Linked DNA regions of Mus musculus: region 1 is linked to region 2. The links are chromatin contacts, called in public Hi-C maps. All regions are on one chromosome and are shown on one strand. The core of a region is the stretch at or near the end of the contact, and the rest is flanking DNA. Distances in the headings are between cores, read along the strand shown. Region 1 has its middle 290 kb from the start of Gm30904. Region 2 has its middle 310 kb from the start of 5031426D15Rik.

Region 1 (2,811 bases), core at 8-2,507, 1.4 Mb after region 2:
CAGAGTTTTGTGCCAGAATCTGCTTAATTCCTAGGAATAGGTGCAGAAACTGGGGAGAGGCCACAACAGGTACTCTAATTCAGAATTGGAGGATTGGATTTGAAGGAGAGGATGAAAAGGTGAAGATCTGTAGTTGGCCTGCCTCTTTTCTTGGTTGGAGTGTACTGTGGGTTCCCAGTGAATCAAGATGTTTCTTTCTTAAAAGCACTAAAAAAATTACAGCAGTGAAATAACACCTTTGAAAAGTGCTAAGTGGTTGATTCCTATCGACAGAGCTGCTGCTGAGTGACTCTGAGCCTAAAATAGGCCTTCAGAAATGGGGGGGGGGGTAAGGTAAGTGAAGGTAGACACACAAAAGGGCTTCCAGTTTTAGCTCTATCTGAAAAGAACTTGAATGCTGTTCACCTCTGTATTCATAATAATAAAATAAGCTGAAAAAAATGGAGGGTCAGCAGATTTTAGACCCATCTGTAAACTGGGTCACAGGGCAAAATTCAACCTTAAACTGTAGGTACTTGGACAGGAACAGAAAATGCAAGCAATCAATGGACTTAGTCCCCTTGAAGCAATCATGCAGGAGCTGTCCACTGAAGGGAGATGGAGTTGAAGGGGTGGGAGGGAAATTCACTCACAGTAGGACTTTGAGTTTCCATTAGCTTGGGCATATTAGTTGCCATCTAAAAAGGCGTAACAATTAAGTGGCATTTTTTTCTCTAGGATGCCTGCACCCCCTCATCCCCCTACACACACACACATTTCTCAGTGTGAGTAGCTGAAAACAAGCTTTTTTTGTTCAGGAAGAAGGGACAGTCACCCTTTGGAAATCTCTCCAGATTAATTGTCTTAACAAAATTCTCTCCTCTAGGACAGATTCTCATCTCCTTTTCCCCATGGCATGAGCCAGCACTCAACACACAGTTCCCTCTGAATTTCCTTTCTCCCATAAGCTAAAGAAATAAGAGTTGGAACAAAAAACTTTGTGAGTATCATAACCTCAACCTTTCCCCCAAATTCTCTGTCTTTATTTCCAATGTCATATATTATTTCTTCTCCCTGCTAGCCTGTCATAGTAACAAGCTCTAATGAGATGGATTAAAACTGAAATTGGTGTAAAATGGACTGAATTTAAGAAAATGTTCTTAAAGAAGCACAGACAACTTGAAATAGAAAGATACTACAAAATCTTAAGCCTTTGGCATCTATACCTACCACATGAATTACACAGAGCCAAGCTCCTGCCTGGGTTAAAATAAAAACTCAAACTAAAGCTTATAAGTCTCCCACTTTTCAAAATCTTATGCCAGCTTTCAAGTGAAATTACAATGTGCTAAAATGAAAAATTTAAAAGTCTGAAAATCTCAAGTAATCAAAACAACTAAATTCAAATTTAGAATTATCAGATGGGCAAATTAAAATAATTAGCATTGCTTGGTATGTTAAGGATTCATAAGGAGAAAGTGGAGTATATTGAAACACAAAGGAGAACTGGAAGTTCGCATAAAGCAATGAGAAGTGATGTAGGACATAAAAACGAGTTAAACAAACAAGCTAAGTAGGGCTTGGAATGGACACGTTAGAATATGGGACAAGGACAAAAAGAACGTACCAAACTTGAGGATAATGCTGTCATAAAATTTCTAAACAGAGATACAACAAGGAAAGGAAAAACAAATCTAAGAAGTATGGAGAGACTGAGAAGAGTTTTCTGGGAAAACCATAGATGGTGATTGATGGCAGAGTAGCAGCCTTGGGAGCCCTGGGATACAGGTGTAGGAGGTAACACTTATTGCCAGACATCAGCAATGGCATCAGGGAATACAATAACATCTGTGATCAGCAATACTAAATACCATGTGACAAGGTCAAAGACAGAGAATGGATCACTGTCACCAAGCTGGGACATGGGATCAGAAATATGAAGATCAAGTTCCTTAAGATTTGTCTTTTCTTCCTGCCCATTAAATTGTCTGAGATGATTGAGTTTTCCTTGAGGACATCCCTCAAGGTGGGTGGTTTGATGATCACATCTGTGTAGCATCACGGTCTAGCTGTGCAGTAGATCAGAGTCAAGCCACTGGGGACTATAGTGGAAACCCAGTATGGATGTTACTATTGCAAAGAAGTAGGTACTGCCATTCAAGGGGCTAACATTTTTTCCTCTTTTTTTTAAAGATATTTTCTTTATTTACATTTCAAATATTATCCCCTTTCCTAGTTTCCCCTCTGAAAATTCCTTATTCCCTCCCCCATGCCCCTGCTCCCCAACCGACCCACTCCCATTCCCAGTCCTGGCATTCCCCTATACTGTGGCAGAGAACCTTCACAGGGCCTAGGGCCTCTCCTCCCACTGATGACAGACTAGGCTGTCCTCTGCTACATATGCAGCTAGAGCCACAAATTCCACCATCTGTTTTCTTTGATTGGTGATTTAGTTCCAAGGAGCTCTGGGGATACTGGTTAGTTCATATTGTTGTTCCTCCCATGGGGCTTCAGACCCCTTCAGCTCCTTGGGTACTTTCTCTAGCTCCTTCATTGGGGACCTTGTGCTGCATCCAATAGATGATTGTGAGCATCCACCTCTGTATTTGACAGGCACTGGCAAAGGCCCTCAGGAGACAGCTAAATCAGGCTCCTGTCAGCAGGCTCTTGTTGGCATCTACCATAGTGTCTGGGTTTAGTGGTTATTTATGGTATGGATCCCCAAGAGGGACAGTCTCTGGATGGTCATTCCTTCAGCCCCTGCTCTGAACTTTGTCTCTGTAACTCCTTTCATGGGTATTTTGTTCCCCCTTCTAACAAGGATTCTGAGCT
Region 2 (2,845 bases), core at 133-2,632:
CTTCAAGTAAACTGCGATTCTAAAATGTGCAGCACAGCCTTTCACTCCTAGGAAGGGATGCAGGTCCCCACCCACTGCTTCTCACTTACACTGCATCAGAGGTTTGGCCAGAATTTAGAAATTTTGCTCAACACTCTCCCCATTTTTCATTATTCTATGTTACAGACTAGTACTCTCCCACTAGTGGAAGAATTCCACCTGTGCCATACTGAAAACCTTGAGGAGGGCCTGAAAGTTAAATGTGGATATTCTTCCAAAAAGGAAAAGGATGGGGAGTGAGTCACCAACATCTCTGCTTACATCCCCGAATCCTACAGTTCCAAATTTTCTTCAAAACATATTTTCCTGCCAGTGTTTTAACATCTTAAGTATATGTAAGTATATTGTGATGCTTTAAGCTATTTACCATCAGAATGGCTGGTGCTGGCATCAATGCTATTTTTCCTTGCTTTTGGAGAGCTTCTAGAATTTTTTAAGGGAACATTTCTAAGTGCCATGGCCTCTGGTAACAGCTTTGAGGTAAGATTTTGGGAACAGGGATGGCAAAAGTCCTAGTGTGCTTTCTGTTGCTGTGATAAACACCATGACTAAAAGCATCTTGGGGATAAAAGGGTATATTTCAGCATCTATTTCCCAGTTGTCACAGTCCATTATAGAGGGAAGTCTAAGCAAGAAGTCAAGGCAAGAAGCTAGAGGCAGGAACTGGAGCAGAGGGCTCTAAGGAACATTCCTTACCTAATTGTTTCTCACAGCGTGCCAGGATTGCATTTTTATCATGCCCAAGCCCATGAAAGGCACTGCCCACAGTAGGCTGGACCTCCTCAAATCAATTATTAAGTCAGAAGAAAATACCCTCAAGGATCTTGTCTACAGCCAAATATGATGAAGGTGTTTTCTCAATGTAGGCTCCATCTTCCAACCTGACTCTCTATTTGTGTTCGTCTGACACAGAACTAACCAGCACAATGAATGAGTCCTGAGCCCTTTGAGTCACTTCTGTATATAAAGACCACCAGGTCCAAAGGACAATTTCAAAATGCAATCACATGTTGTGATGAGTGTTTTCTTTAGCTATCATCCTGCTTGCTCAAGCTCACCAAGAGTTTGGCTCTGTTTCTAATGAGAAAAGGTGTCTGTGCTAATTTAAAGTCTTCCGTTTAGAAAAAAAAAAAAAAGTTCCAAATGTCAGGCTGAACCTGAAAGTGATTACTCATAGGAATAAAACATGATGAGTAGGTATTTGAATGGATGTTCACAGCTGTTTTCTCTCTCTTTCTAAAAGACATTCAGTGAGAAAAGTTCAATGCGGTACCACGGTCGCGAGTCGTAGGGTGTCTAACGTTGGCAGTTCCAAATTAGAGCTCCCCTGGCAACTGTCACTCTGTGACATCACATTTTATCTAATGAGGCACAAAAATGTACACTTTGTGAACTCCACAGCTCCTTCACAAGTGCAGAGAATGAGAGGTATGGGGAAAGTGGGAGCCATCTGTTTGAAATCTTAGTTAGAATTTTCACCTTTGCCTGGTCTACCTGCAGTTATATTTTCTGCAGTTTCATAGTCAATAATTCTAAGGTGTTGAATTTGCTGTAACCACTAGCAGATATTAGTTAATTCACCCCCCATGCCATCTAGCCCATCCTTGTTAATCTGTCACCTAACCCATAAGACCTTCTGATGTTATTAACAGGTTCCACACTTGCCCTTGTTCAAATTTGACTTCTTAATGAAGCCCTACTTTAATTACTACAGAAGATCTGGTTTTGACTAGTCACTTGAGTCCTGTCACTATAATGAGGAAAGGGGCTCCACGTGTTTGGCTTCTGACTCTTTACAGTTAGGGGACCAGTCACCATTGCTTAGAGACCCTAGTATGCGTCAATCAAGATGGTGGGTATATCAGGGTTATTTTCTACCCAGATGGCATACTACTTCTGGTCTAATATCTAACATAATGAAAGAAAAAAAAAAAGACCAAGTTGGTGAAGACTGAGGATGCTGGGACTGTCTTTGCAATTGCTCAGTGTGCTTCTGTAAGGCGCTGTGTGTTTGTGGATACACCCTCACACTGAAGATGTGAACTGAACAAGCACAGATTATTCAATTCCTTCCCCCACACAGAATGACACAGATGGACTGATTAAAATCATAGGTCTGTGCTAAAGCAAAATTACTGCATTAGAGGAAGCATTTGGGGAAAGTGGGCGATGGGCTAGGAGAAAAAGAACAAACAAAGGCAGATGGAGTATCTTGGTTGGCATATAATTATTCTGTTATTCCTTTATCATCTAACTTATAAAATGAGAGCACATTGAATAATATAGTAAGTAGGATTCATCAGTAGTGAATAGTCAACTAAAACTCTTTGAGGGATGAAACGACTAATGTTCTTGTTTAACAGTCTTATGGAAGGCAATTTTTCTTCCTCAGTTGTGCTTCCTAATGGCTTGCTTAAGCAAAGACCTGGTGAATGTTAAGGCATCTTTTGCAGTATCCAGATTTCTAAACCATGTACCTTCAATTCATTTTCCAATATGGAGGACATGAGTCTTTCCAACATTCTCCCTGGAAAGCAGTTAACTTCAAACACACACACTGTTCCTTTTATAAGCAAGAATGGCTACTCTTAAAGTATTGCTTAAAGTATCTAAGCAATCCACAGAGAACACAGTTAGAGTAATAACAATGTACAGTTTATGTAGCAGAAGGCATAGAAAGATATTTATCCCAAATGATATAAAGAGAGTGTGAATTAAATTTAAGAAGGTGAAATTTTAAAAAGAGGTCAAAATCAATTGGTAGGTTCTCCTAGGTGTTCCAGATCTAGAGCAATTTAAAGCCCGT

The links. A called contact is a pair of places that touch in the nucleus more often than the background predicts.
Region 1: a Hi-C map of cortical neurons shows a contact between it and region 2, with 2.3 times the contacts expected there. The contact joins two enhancer-like sites. A contact is called at or near these places in 1 of 39 promoter capture datasets (hippocampal neurons) and 2 of 484 Hi-C or Micro-C datasets (cerebral cortex and cortical neurons).

The regions. Positions count from the first base shown.
Region 1 is chr2:8,632,079-8,634,889 of GRCm38.p6, forward strand. No RefSeq gene overlaps it. Among named protein-coding and RNA genes, the nearest start is that of Gm30904, 290 kb to the left of the region's middle. Within about 2 kb of position 1,258, at least 2 of the 459 cell types and tissues checked have an H3K27ac peak or open chromatin away from gene starts, as enhancers often do. A contact at or near this core is called in cortical neurons, where this site is marked.
Region 2 is chr2:7,233,434-7,236,278 of GRCm38.p6, forward strand. It overlaps a transcript of Celf2 not described here. Among named protein-coding and RNA genes, the nearest start is that of 5031426D15Rik, 310 kb to the left of the region's middle. Within about 2 kb of position 1,383, at least 21 of the 459 cell types and tissues checked have an H3K27ac peak or open chromatin away from gene starts, as enhancers often do. A contact at or near this core is called in cortical neurons, where this site is marked.